Regions from separate parts of the Mus musculus genome. Here all the other regions are linked to region 2. A link is a contact called in public HiChIP or PLAC-seq, Micro-C and promoter capture Hi-C data. All regions are on one chromosome and are shown on one strand. The core of a region is the stretch at or near the end of the contact, and the rest is flanking DNA. Distances in the headings are between cores, read along the strand shown.

What was found. Promoter capture Hi-C pulls out the DNA fragments that hold promoters and counts their contacts. A called contact is a pair of places that touch in the nucleus more often than the background predicts. HiChIP or PLAC-seq counts read pairs in DNA pulled down with a chosen protein or histone mark.
Region 1: a promoter capture Hi-C map of trophoblast stem cells shows a contact between it and region 2, with 6 times the contacts expected there. The contact joins the promoter of Nanos3 here to the enhancer-like site in region 2. A contact is called at or near these places in 4 of 39 promoter capture datasets (the C10 cell line, liver and trophoblast stem cells), 6 of 484 Hi-C or Micro-C datasets (the Ba/F3 cell line, bone marrow-derived macrophages, brown adipocytes and 2 more), 2 of 115 datasets of contacts at active chromatin or transcription factors (both in embryonic stem cells) and 1 of 9 other capture datasets (macrophages).
Region 3: a Micro-C map of embryonic stem cells shows a contact between it and region 2, with 3 times the contacts expected there. The contact joins the promoter of Dcaf15 here to the enhancer-like site in region 2. A contact is called at or near these places in 1 of 39 promoter capture datasets (hippocampal neurons), 1 of 484 Hi-C or Micro-C datasets (embryonic stem cells) and 1 of 115 datasets of contacts at active chromatin or transcription factors (embryonic stem cells).
Region 4: an H3K27ac HiChIP or PLAC-seq map of microglia shows a contact between it and region 2, with 6 times the contacts expected there. The contact joins two enhancer-like sites. A contact is called at or near these places in 2 of 39 promoter capture datasets (cranial neural crest and embryonic stem cells), 1 of 15 datasets of contacts at CTCF or cohesin (the NIH/3T3 cell line), 2 of 484 Hi-C or Micro-C datasets (brown adipocytes and embryonic stem cells) and 4 of 115 datasets of contacts at active chromatin or transcription factors (the NIH/3T3 cell line, bone marrow-derived dendritic cells, embryonic stem cells and 1 more).

The regions. Positions count from the first base shown.
Region 1 is chr8:84,175,045-84,178,001 of GRCm38.p6, reverse strand. It overlaps Nanos3 (nanos C2HC-type zinc finger 3), which reads left to right and starts at 1,450. Exons shown (of 2, transcript NM_001357361.1): 1 at 1,450-1,927. The coding sequence starts at 1,471.
Region 2 is chr8:84,500,453-84,503,152 of GRCm38.p6, reverse strand. All of the region lies in intron 3 of Cacna1a (calcium channel, voltage-dependent, P/Q type, alpha 1A subunit), which reads right to left. Among named protein-coding and RNA genes, the nearest start is that of Cacna1a, 86 kb to the right of the region's middle. Within about 2 kb of position 1,377, at least 126 of the 459 cell types and tissues checked have an H3K27ac peak or open chromatin away from gene starts, as enhancers often do. A contact at or near this core is called in the Ba/F3 cell line, the NIH/3T3 cell line, bone marrow-derived dendritic cells and 6 more, where this site is marked.
Region 3 is chr8:84,103,319-84,106,240 of GRCm38.p6, reverse strand. Dcaf15 (DDB1 and CUL4 associated factor 15) reads left to right here and starts at 1,444. Exons shown (of 13, transcript NM_001357322.1): 1 at 1,444-1,624. The coding sequence starts at 1,493.
Region 4 is chr8:84,202,325-84,205,024 of GRCm38.p6, reverse strand. No RefSeq gene overlaps it. Among named protein-coding and RNA genes, the nearest start is that of Mir23a, 4.8 kb to the left of the region's middle. Within about 2 kb of position 1,369, at least 381 of the 459 cell types and tissues checked have an H3K27ac peak or open chromatin away from gene starts, as enhancers often do. A contact at or near this core is called in the NIH/3T3 cell line, bone marrow-derived dendritic cells, brown adipocytes and 2 more, where this site is marked.

The sequences.
Region 1 (2,957 bases), core at 201-2,700, 330 kb after region 2:
GGTTAGATGCTCCTTTTTTCTTTTGTCTTCTTTTTCTTTTCTTTTTTTGGTTTTTTAAGGCAGGGTTTTTCTGTGTAGCCCTGGCTGTCCTGGAACTCACTTTGTAGACCAGGCTGGCCTCGAACTCAGAAATCCGCCTGCCTCAGCCTCCCGAGTGCTGGGATTAAAGGGGTACGCCACCACGCCCGGCTTGTCTTCTTTTTCTTGTTCCCCTTTCCTTCATGCCTGGCTTAGTCTGCTGGTCATGTCCACTCTGGAGACTCCTAGGTGTCCTTGCCCCTGCCCCTGCCTGTAATTGTCCCTTTTATCTACAAAAACAAACCACTTCTCTACCCACTAGGAGCATTCTTTGTTTGGTTTAGACTGCAGGACTGAGGTGCGTATTTTACACATCAAAGCAGACCTGGCCTCCAGGTTCTCCCAGCATTCCTCAGTCCCTACCTGGCATACTCTGCCCCCAACCTTGAACTTTCTAGCCCAGGAGCTGGACTGCCCTCCCCCGCCCCCCCAGAGGCTCTTCCCTATATAATTCAGACATTTTGTTTTCTTCTTCTCTTCTGTTTTCTTCTCTCTTCTTCTCTATCGTACTTACACTCTTTTTCTCTTTTCTTCTTTCTTTACTTTAATTCACACCTCAAGACTAAGTTCTCCAGGACATGAAAGTCTGTTAGTGAAACCAGAGCTTTGAGACCCAGTTGTCATTTTCCTACCCCCAGCCCCACTTCCACACTCAGGCCTCCTTCCTAGGAATTGGGATTTCTGCATTACCCCACCTAACAAGAAACTCTTGTTTCTTGTTTCTTGCACGCCTTTAATCCCAGTACTTGGGAGGCAGAGGCAGGCGAATTTCTGAGTTCAAGGCCAGCCTGGTCTACAGAGTGAGTTCCAGGACAGCCAGGGCTACACAGAGAAACCCTGTCTCAAAAAAACAAAACAAAAAAACCCCAAAAATACAGGAAGAAAGAGAGAAAGAAAGAAAGAAAGAAAGAAAGAAAGAAAGAAAGAAAGAAAGAAAGAAAGAAAGAAAGAAAGAAAGAAAGAAAGAAAGAGAGAAAGAAACTCAAGGCCACATGATACCCCCCACCTCCCACCCCCTGCCTTAGGGGAGAGAGAAGAAAAAAATTAGTAAATCTGTTAGTGTTAAACCCTGGGGCAGAATTCTTAGCCATCCAACTCCCTCCTCACAGGGGTTAACCTCCCACAGGAAGGGGGAGGAGACCCGGGGGAAGCCTAGGGCGGTCAGTAGCTTCAGTCTGCATCTGGCTACTTTCAGCCCACACAAACACCATATACCCCCTGCGCAGGTGTATAGGAAGCCCCCCAGTGACAATGAGGGACCCCCCCAGCCTGCCTGCTCCACCCTTTTACACCCCCTCTAAGTAAAAGGAAAGTAGCCAAAGAAGCCTGAGCTTCAGGGTAGTAAGGAAGTTGGAGCCAGGTTGGGTTTCTTCTCTGCTCCTCTGCCCAGCCATGGGGACTTTCAATCTTTGGACAGATTACCTAGGTCTGGCAAGACTGGTTGGGGCTCTGCATAAGGAAGAGGAGCTTGATGTAAGGCTGGATCCCAAACCAGAGCCCAAGCCAAGTTCAGAAAGCCAGCAAGCCAGCAAGGAATCCTCTGCAGCTCCTGAACGCTTATGTTCATTCTGCAAACACAATGGCGAGTCCCGTGCCATCTATCAGTCCCATGTCCTGAAGGATGAGGCAGGGCGGGTGCTGTGTCCCATTTTGCGGGATTATGTGTGTCCCCAGTGTGGGGCCACTCAGGAGCATGCCCACACTCGACGCTTTTGCCCACTCACCAGCCAGGGCTACACTTCTGTCTACTGCTACACCACCCGGAATTCTGCAGGCAAAAAGCTGACCCGGCCTGACAAGGCAAAGACACAGGATGCTGGCCACCGCCTTGGAGGAGAAGCAGCAGCAGGTGTCTATGCAGGTGGTTTAGGGGTTGGGTGGAGAAGGCTTTCAGTTTTTTGGGGTGTTTAAATGTATTTGATGCCAGTATCTTAGAAACTAAGGAATCCACAGTGTATAGCTGAGAGCATGAAGCAGGGTATATTTAGTTCCTTTATTGCACAGGGTAGTAGAGATATTGTGGGGTATGTGGTGATCTCTGATTCTACCTGGGGGGTCAGGAGTTGTGAAACTTACAAAGGGAAGCTTATAATCCTTTCTGAACCTGGAAATCATTTATTCATTTGCCAAGTGACATTTCATGTCTGTTTGCCACTGGGTGCGGGGTCTGCAGTGAAGAAGGTAGGCAGGAGTGGCTGTTAAGACAGTGCTAAGTAGGGGACACTTGGTTCAGATGAGGGGTCCCAGAGACGGGGACTTCTAGCAGTCATAATTCCTTCAGTTTGGGGGGTGAGGGGTGAGAAGTGTGACTGGGTATGGGTCTGTGCTGTAGGGTGGTTAGAAATCATTGGATCTAACTTTTGGAAGTTTGTAGTTAGTGTATAGCGTTTACGAGACCAAGAATTTGCTTCTCTGTCAGTACCATAAAAAATAAGTTTGGGTTGCTAGCAGGCTGACTCAGTGAGTAAACAGTCTGCCTCTAACCCTGAAGACCCAACTTTGACTTCAGGTTGTCCTCTGACCTCCACACACACAAATGGGGGTGGAGGAGTGCAGGGGGCATGGGACATAGGACACAGAGATAGGGCAAGGATTCATCAGAATTCTAGCAGAAGCATCAGACCAGGACAAGGGATTCCAGAGCCTCAGGAAGGTAACTGCCATGGGCCTCAAGGCCCAGCTCCCAGCCAGCAGGGAAGAAGCCAGTTGGGGAGGCAGAATGGGGAGACTGCAGTAGGACCTTATCAAAAATTTTGCTTGGTGGGTCTGAATTAGTTTTTTGTTTTTGTCTTTTTGTTCTATGGTCTGGCTTGGCTACAAGCTCCTTCATATCCACTATGCCACATCACCAGTCCTTAAGAGATGTAGATAACTTTATT
Region 2 (2,700 bases), core at 128-2,627:
TAAATAAATGTAAACATTTAAAAACCTTTTCCTCAGTAAACTGAGCTTTGCTTCAGACTGCCTCATTTTCTGTGGGGAACAAGAGAATCCAGCTGCCCCTGACCAGAGGTTAGGGTGTGAAGTGGGTGCCCCAGGGAGGGCCTGGCAGAGGCTGGGTCTTTCCCCGTCTCCTGGATGCTGAGCTGGAAGTGCTGGCAGTTTGGGGTGGGATATGCTGTGGACTGCTTTCTGTCCAGGACAGAAACACTTCTCAGTGCTTTTGGACGCTTTTCCTCTTGCTTGTAGATGACTACAGAGGGACAGGGAGATGGCGCTGTGGGCTGAGGGCGCAGAGCCAAAAGGACAAAAGAGCCTGGGTCCTACCTCAGTATGAAGAAAACTGCAGCAAATCTAGAATACACCTCATGGAACTGTGTTTCCTGTGTACAGTGGAACATTACCCATCCAGTAAAAAAGATGGGCTCTGTGGGAAAAGGTGCCAGGCCTGAGGACCCAAGCTATCCTTTGACCTCCAAGACCTGTGTGTGTTGGCAGACAGAGAGAGCCAGAAGCGCACACGCGCGCGTGTGCACACACACACACACACACACACACACGGTCACTTGCACACGAACAGGATGGAACGCAGGTCTTTATGTTTACCCAGCAAGCACTTTATCAACTGAGCCATCCCCAGCTCCTTCCGTCCCTATTTTTTCTCAATTGTCCCCACTGGAAACCCAGCCTCAGTTTCCTTCTCAGGAGGATGGAGAAGGATATAAAAAGTATTCCTCCTGGTATAAGGAGTGAGGCTTACACTTGATTGTTCAGGAAAAGTGCTGATCAGACCCAGGGAGCGGCCAAATGGGACTTTTCTCATTCTCTGAGCAAAGCTGACTGTGATTGGCTGTTATCATTCTCTTTTTCTGAGTAAAGCTGCCTGTGATTGGCTCTGACAAGTTTCCAGCCCAGAGGAAGGAGGCCAGATGAGGACCCCAGCTGCTAGCCAAAAAGCAGCCCAGGAAATGACAGCACATTCCCATGATCCTTAGCTGTCCCAGGAGAGCTCCGGCCTGGTTCCATCCTGACCTCAGACTAACTTTCCAAACTGCAGCTCTGCGTAGAGATTCACTTGCCCTGGATCTTGGCGTCCCAGTGGGGGCCCAGAATCAGGAGGGATTCATAGTACATTCGGGCCACCCACTTCTTTCAGGTCTGATTCTTGTACCCGAACCGGGGTAAGGTGCAACTGGATAGACTGTCCCTGGTCCCTGCAGGCCCCACCCCCACCACACATTAATTAAAATGTGAATCACAGCTGAGTCACTAAAGAGAGGGGGAAAAAAGGTCAATGAGCCAGTCTGGCTCCCCCTCCTTCCAGCTCTAAGGCATGAGTCAGCAAAGTACAGATCAGAAAATGGGGAAGAGAAGGGAGAGAGGTGTGCGGCTCTGCCTGAGAAGCGTCGTCAGCGAGAGCTGCTTTAGTTCTTGGGTTAGCAAAAAATAGTTTCCTAGCCCCTCCCTCAAGGTCTGTTAGCCAGCCCTGTGCTGAGCACAGCGATTCTCATGTCTGCCCAGCTTTTCCGAGGAGCTTTGGCACTTTGGGTCTTGCCCACTTCAAGGATGGCAGGCTCTTTATTAAGGCACCCCTAAGAAGCAGATGTCAACTCTCATCTCCCTACTCCATACCATCCCCAAAGCCCATTAGTCTCTTTAGATTTCTGTGTGATAGCCCTGTTCTGTAGCGAGCAACAGGAAGTGACCACCACTAGGTGGGAAGAATATTCCGGAAGTGCTGATCTCGGGGGTGGGGGTGGGGGTGGGGCTTCATGACACGGTACCCAAGCTGGGACTGGTGGTACAGGCCTATAGTCTGAGCTACTCCTACTTGAGAATTGGAGGCAGGAGGATCACAAATTCAAAGGCTGACTGAGCAAAGTTCAAGGCCAACCTCGGATGACTTAGTAAAATTCTGTTTTAAGGTAAAAAGTAAACAGGAATGGGGGTTGGGGGTGGACACACATGGTACCCGTCAACAGCCAGTGCAGAGGGACAACAGTCCAATAGGTCCTGCTTCACCCTGTCCCTGGGAAGGTAGAAAGACATACCCTACTGAGAGCTGAGTCTCAGACGACCACATACTCAAGACATGCATTAAGTGTGTGTGTGTGTGTGTGTGTGTGTGTGTGTGTGTGTGTGTGTGTGTGTGTGTGTATGCGCATGTGCATGTGCACATACACACATCAGGACACCTTGCAGGAGTTGATTCTCTCTTCCTACCATTTATATCCCAGAAGTGAACTCAGGTCATTAGGTTTAGCAGCAAGCACCTTAACCCACTGAGCCATCTTGCTGGGCTGGAGCTGGGCTTTTCCCTTGTGACATTTTTCACTTCTGCTGGTTGAAGTGGCAGAGGTGGAGCCCGTGCACACAAAGGGCTCAAGCGAAGACACAGTGGCAGCCTGGCACTCCCTGCTGCAGGGGGATGGAAAGGAACCCCACGTCTGTGGTACAGCTGGACCCACAGGAGCCTGCCCCTGCCCACAACCACCACTAAGTTCTCTCTTCTCCCCTCCTGCCTGATGAATGCAGTTCTTAGTCCCAAGCTTCAAGCCACATTTTGGAGGAGGTGCAGCCTCCATCCGAGGGACCCTGCATGGCTGTGTGGAGCCACACCCCACTTCACCTCATCGTACCCATCACCAATCACATTTTAGAAGG
Region 3 (2,922 bases), core at 195-2,694, 400 kb after region 2:
TTGACCTCTTGTCTTTTCATACACTTTCATGGGCAAAATCTCATCTGTACACTGTGCGCGCGCACACACATACACACAAACACACACACACACACACACACACACACACACACACACACACACACACACACTGCCTCCTTGCTCTTCCTTTCCCTCCTGCTCTGGGTCCACTAGTCTATGATTCAGCTGAGGCTGGGTCTGCACATGCATGGTCATATTTTCTCCTCATGCTGGGGGGAGGGGGGCTGCTAGTGAGCCCTCCAGTCTTTGCATAAAGAAGAGATCACCTAGTAAGTCTCTCAGCAGTGTCCCCATCACTAATCCATACATCATGGCAGGTTAGTCTTGAACCTCTCCAGAAACCTTTGTCTTTGCTGGAATATTCCTCCTCCCCCGCTTCACAAAGCTACTTTGCATCCAACTGCCTTTCTACCCATACCTGGAATTCAAGGACAGGTACTCATTTCCTTGTTTATGACCTGTCCTGTTAGCTGGGTTCTCAATAAACCGAATGTGGCTGTAAAAAGAGCAGCCAGCAGTCTGGGTACACAAGTGCCATGTCTTCAGGGGAGTTCACTTTATGCCTGTTCCACGTGTAAAATAAAGGACCATTGCAGAGATTGAGTGAATGTAGGCAAAACTGGTGCATGAAGCTGTCATGTCCCGTAATATTTATTACCATTATTAATTAGTATGATAGGCTTAACAGGCCTTCCACAGGAGGTGCAAACTCAGAACCACGCCTGACCCATGGAAATTAATTTTTTTAAAAACAGCATGATATCTGTCTGATGCTATCATCGTCATCGTCGTCCGGAAGATGCTTTGTTTTGTTTCTTTGTTTGTTTTTCTGAGACAAGAGTCTCTCTGTGTAGCCCTGGCTATCCTAGAACTCACTCAGGCTGGCCTCAAACTCAAAGAGATCCACTTGCCTCTGCCTCGTAAGTGCTGGAAAGGCGTGAACCATCACGCCCGGCCTGGAAGATGTTTTAAAACGAGCCATTTTTTTCCCCACCGCCTTTTCCTGGTCTCCTCCCTAGCTGCCCAGGGATGCTCCTCAGGCCTCGGCCCTCCCAGCCTGAGCCAGAGCCAGGGCTGGAGATTCTGGCCCTTATGGACCACAGGTTCCCATAGCCCCGCCCACAGGCCGCTGGACGGCCAGTGGTTTCCACGGAAACCCACTCAGGGGCGTGACAATGTCAAGCCTGACAGAAATCTTCGCCTATTCAGTTGAAGTTTTTTGGCCGAGGAGCGCCAAAGTGGTTTCTGAGTGGTTTATCTTTAATGAAGGGCGGGAATAAGGCGGGAGCTGTTACCATCTTTACCAACCAAAAACCAAGATAGCTTTGATGGACAAGCGTAGCGGGAAGCGACAAGGAATGCCGGCTGTCACCCAACCGGCCGGCCGCAGTAAGGAGAAAAGGCCAATCAGAAAGTGCCAGGGGCGGGGCTAAGGGACCGGTTGCTCCGGAAGTGGAGGGAGGGGGTGAAAATGGCGCCCAGCTCGAAATCGGAGCGGAACAGCGGGGCCGGGAGCGCCGGCGGAGGCCCTGGGGGGACCGGGGGGAAGCGGGCGGTGGGGCGGCGGCGGGAACACGTTCTCAAGCAGCTGGAGCGAGTCAAGGTGAGGCCTGGCGTCTGAGGCGAGCGCGCCCGGTTGTGAGGAGGAGGGGACGCGGGAGGCGGCGGAGGGAGGGCGGCGCGGCGAGGTGGGGGGCGGGGCCGGGAGGGGGCTGGGCGGGCCGGGCGGTGGGGATGGGGATGGGTTTGGCGGTGTGGAGGCTGGTGCTGAGGCGCGGGCTGGGCTGGCGAAGGTTGGTGACTTGTGTGCAGCCAGTGAGGCGGGTCACCTGCAGGGGGCCTTGAATGAAGGCTGCTAGGCGAGATCAGTGAAGAAGGAAGGGGCTTGGGTGGCGGAGGCCGGGGAGAATCATGGAGGAAAGACCGGGGATGGAGGCTGATGGGCGGGTTACTGTAGAAGCTGTCCGAGGAATCTGGAGGAAGGGGAGACCTTGGTTTAGACCGATTTTTCAAAGCACTGCCCCTTGTTGGAGCTACCCCCCCAAACCCCTGAAGAGCCCCTGCTACCGACAATGGGCAGCCTCTGTTGGATGCTCCCTGTCTGTCCAAGCTCTGACCATCTCTATATCTAGTGCTTGTACCTAGGTCTGCCTCACTCATTGAATGGAGGAATGTTTCCAGAGTAGGGCCAGGTCTTCTCAAAGTGGAAGCCACTTAGGGCTCTGTCTCCCTTGTCAGAGGACACCTGAAAGGACAGGGATGTGAATAATGTTAGGTGGGCAGCTGTGGAGCAAGATTGTCTATGTGCACAGGAAGTTGGGAACTGGGTAAGGGCGAACTGTGCTTTTTCCTGGTGCTCCCTAAGCAAGGCTGTGGCTCTGCCCTTAGCCTAGACACTCCCTGGGCAAGGGTTATATCCTCTCAGGAAGGCTTGTCTGACAAAGCCATTCCCTTCATGGGTCGAGATGAACTAGGGGCAAGGTGCCAGGCCTTCTTTCCCACTAGATGGCTATCTTTTGAAGGCGGGCCAGAATAGCTCCCCAGTGGTCAGCTTTATGCCTGTTTCCTCAGATCCTTCCTTGGTGATGTTTTAGGGTGTGACAGTTGATTGGCAGTTAATTAAGAAAGGGGTTTTCTTAATAATGGATTGGAGCATTGGGAATACTGGGAGCTTTTGGTTCGGAGGCTCTATAGGTATAGGCTCTTGCCACCAAACCTAATAATGTGTGAGATCCCCAGGAGCCACGCAGTGAGAGGACATAGAGACTCCTGCAAGCTGTCCTCGCCTCTACTGTGAGTTGTAGTCTGCACAGTAACTACATTATCAAGAGAGAGATGGGTCCCCTTGTGGGCTAATTGGGAGCAGGCAGATAAATGCATGGCCCCACATCCTAGTCTCAT
Region 4 (2,700 bases), core at 120-2,619, 300 kb after region 2:
CTACACAGAGAAAGCCTGTCTAGGAAAAACAAAATAAAAATAAAAACAAGAAATGTGTCTACAGAGCAAGCTGGAGGGCAACCTGGGATACATGAGACTCTAAAAAAGATAAGTTTAGGGCTAGAGAGATGGCTCAGCGGGTAAGAGCACTGACTGCCCTTCCGAAGGTCCTGAGTTCAAATCCTAGCCACCACATGGTAGCTCACAACCATCCGTAATGAGATCTAACACCCTCTTCTGGAGTGTCTAAAGACAGCTACAGCGTACTTACATATAATAATAAATCTTAAAAAAAAAAAAAGAAAACAAGTTCAGGGCTGGAAAGATGACTCAATAGTTTAGACTGCATATTGCTTTCTGAGAACCTGAATTTGGTTTCCCGGCTCACATGTGGCGCCCTCTTCTGGACCCTTTAGGCACCTACACATACATGCACATACCCAACACATACACAAAAGTAAAAAAATAAGTCTTAAAAAAAAAGAAAATCTCTACTTCCCAATAATTGGAAGAGTTCCTGGGTGACATCAAGGACAGAAGCATTCAGTCATATCAGGCAGTGACAGGCAGGACAGTGGATTTAACGTCTAGATCTGGCATCACCGATGTCTGAGGAATGAGGAATAAGGATTGAGATATTCTGATGTGTCTTCCCCAGTACGCGTGCTTACACACACACACACACACACACACACACAGTCTCCAGCCCCAATCCACCTCTGTCTCTTTGGGTTCTGGGGGCAGCCCAGGTCCACAGGCTGACCAGCCTCCCCAATCACCTCCGGAAGTGAGACAGCATATTCGTCCCAGGGACCAGAACGGGAAGGGCGGCCATTTGGCCAGGCTGGTTTCCTGTGGGGTTTCCCCTACAAAGAGCCCAAGGCTGCAGCCAAGGCCACTCCCATCCTCACACACACCAGAGGTCTGTGTCTGGCGTGGAGGGGGCATTACCACGCAGGTGTCCAGGAGCTGGGACACCCTGTACTGACTCTTAGTCTCACAGGGAGACTCAAAGGGACAGAAGTCCTGGAGCTGGAGGGCTTGAGAAACAGGGCGGGGGGCCTTGGGCTGTGGTATCCCAGTCAGTTAAATTAGCACACACAGCCTTCAAGCCCTCGGCATCCCTGGAGGACCCACAGTGAACCCCAAGAAAGAACCAGGGCAGAGGCCCTCCGGTCGTCCCCAACCCTGATCCTCAAATACTTTCCACTCTCGCGAAGCAGCGAGGATCGGAAAATACCAAGGGCTGCAGTCTCCGCCCAGCTCCGCCCCCGCCCCAGCCACCAGCGCTCGCTAATGGCCCACTCTTCCCAGGAGCTGGGCGGCTGGGTTGGGGCCAACCCGACCTGCGGCACAGATGCCTGCCCTCCACGTCCGTCCCCACGCAGGAACCAGACAACCCGCCCGGGTTGGGGGGCAGGGCATAGGCAAGTGGGTGGGCCTAGTGCCTAGCCGCGAGTGGAGGGGGCGCAGGAAGGGGTGAGGGAGGGCTGAATCACTTGGTATAAATAGGCAAAGACGACAGCCACGTCCCACCCTCGCTGCCCGCCAGCCACACAGTCCAACAACCAGATCCCCCACTCTATTCCTTAACATTCTGTTTGCGGTGCTGGGTTCCCCTCAAGCCAATCAGTGCTCCCAGGGTGAAGTTCATCCCAGGTCCTGGCCTGGCCTGGGACTGGAGATAGGAGCGCTGACCTCCATCACCCACTGTCTTCTGGAAGGCTTGGCTCACTCCCTTAACTCCGCAAAACTTCCAGGAACCAGCCAGGCATTGTGAGGCGTCTCTGTCAGTCTACCATTCAGGAGGCTGAGCCAGGAGGACTGCCATGTGTTCAAGACCGCGGTAGGCTATGAAATGAGACTGTGTCTCGACCCCCAAAGTTGACTGTGGGTAGAGAGTGCTTGGCTATTTTGCTGGAAGCATGGAGTCAGCAGGTCCCATCTTAAAGCAGAAACCCTTCATCATGGTGCACACAAGTAAGCCTAGCATTCAGGAGGTGGAGGCCTAAGGACCAGTTCAAGGACATCCTGGACTACTTATCCAGTTCCAGGCCAGCATGGACTACATTACATTAGATCATGCCTCAAAAACTTTTATTAATAGATCGATAATTATTATTATTCCCAGGCCCAAAGCTTAGGGTTCCAGAGCCCCAAATGTACACAGGAGACAAAAGGGAGGTATCACCGGGCATCCCAGATTTGCTCCCCCGAGTCCCTCAAGGCCCATGTGCCCATCCTGCCACCCAGCCCTGCTCTGCCCAGGGCCACAGCTCAGTAGCCACACCCAGGGTGGCGCCAGTTCTAGCTCCAGCAGCCTGAGGCAAGGCGCCGCTCGAGTGTGACTCAGCCATGCCCGGCATGATGCTGTCCTTCCCTACCCAAGAATTCTCACGCCCACGCCACCACCCTCAATCCTTCCCCATGGCCAGCTAGGAAGACACACCTCCATGTCCACTGAGGACATTCAACACAGGATATGAGGAGACCTCAGCACCCTATGGGAGACTAGAGAGTGTGCTCTGTTCCACTGCATCTCCAAAAGTTCCCATTCACAGATGGAAAAACTGAGGCGGCAGAGACAATCCCAGGAATGTCTACACTCTCTCCATAAAGACAAGGCCGCCTGAGCTGGAGTTGGTGGCCCATGCCCATAACCCTAGCACTTGAGAGTTGCAGGAAAGAGAATGCGGAGCT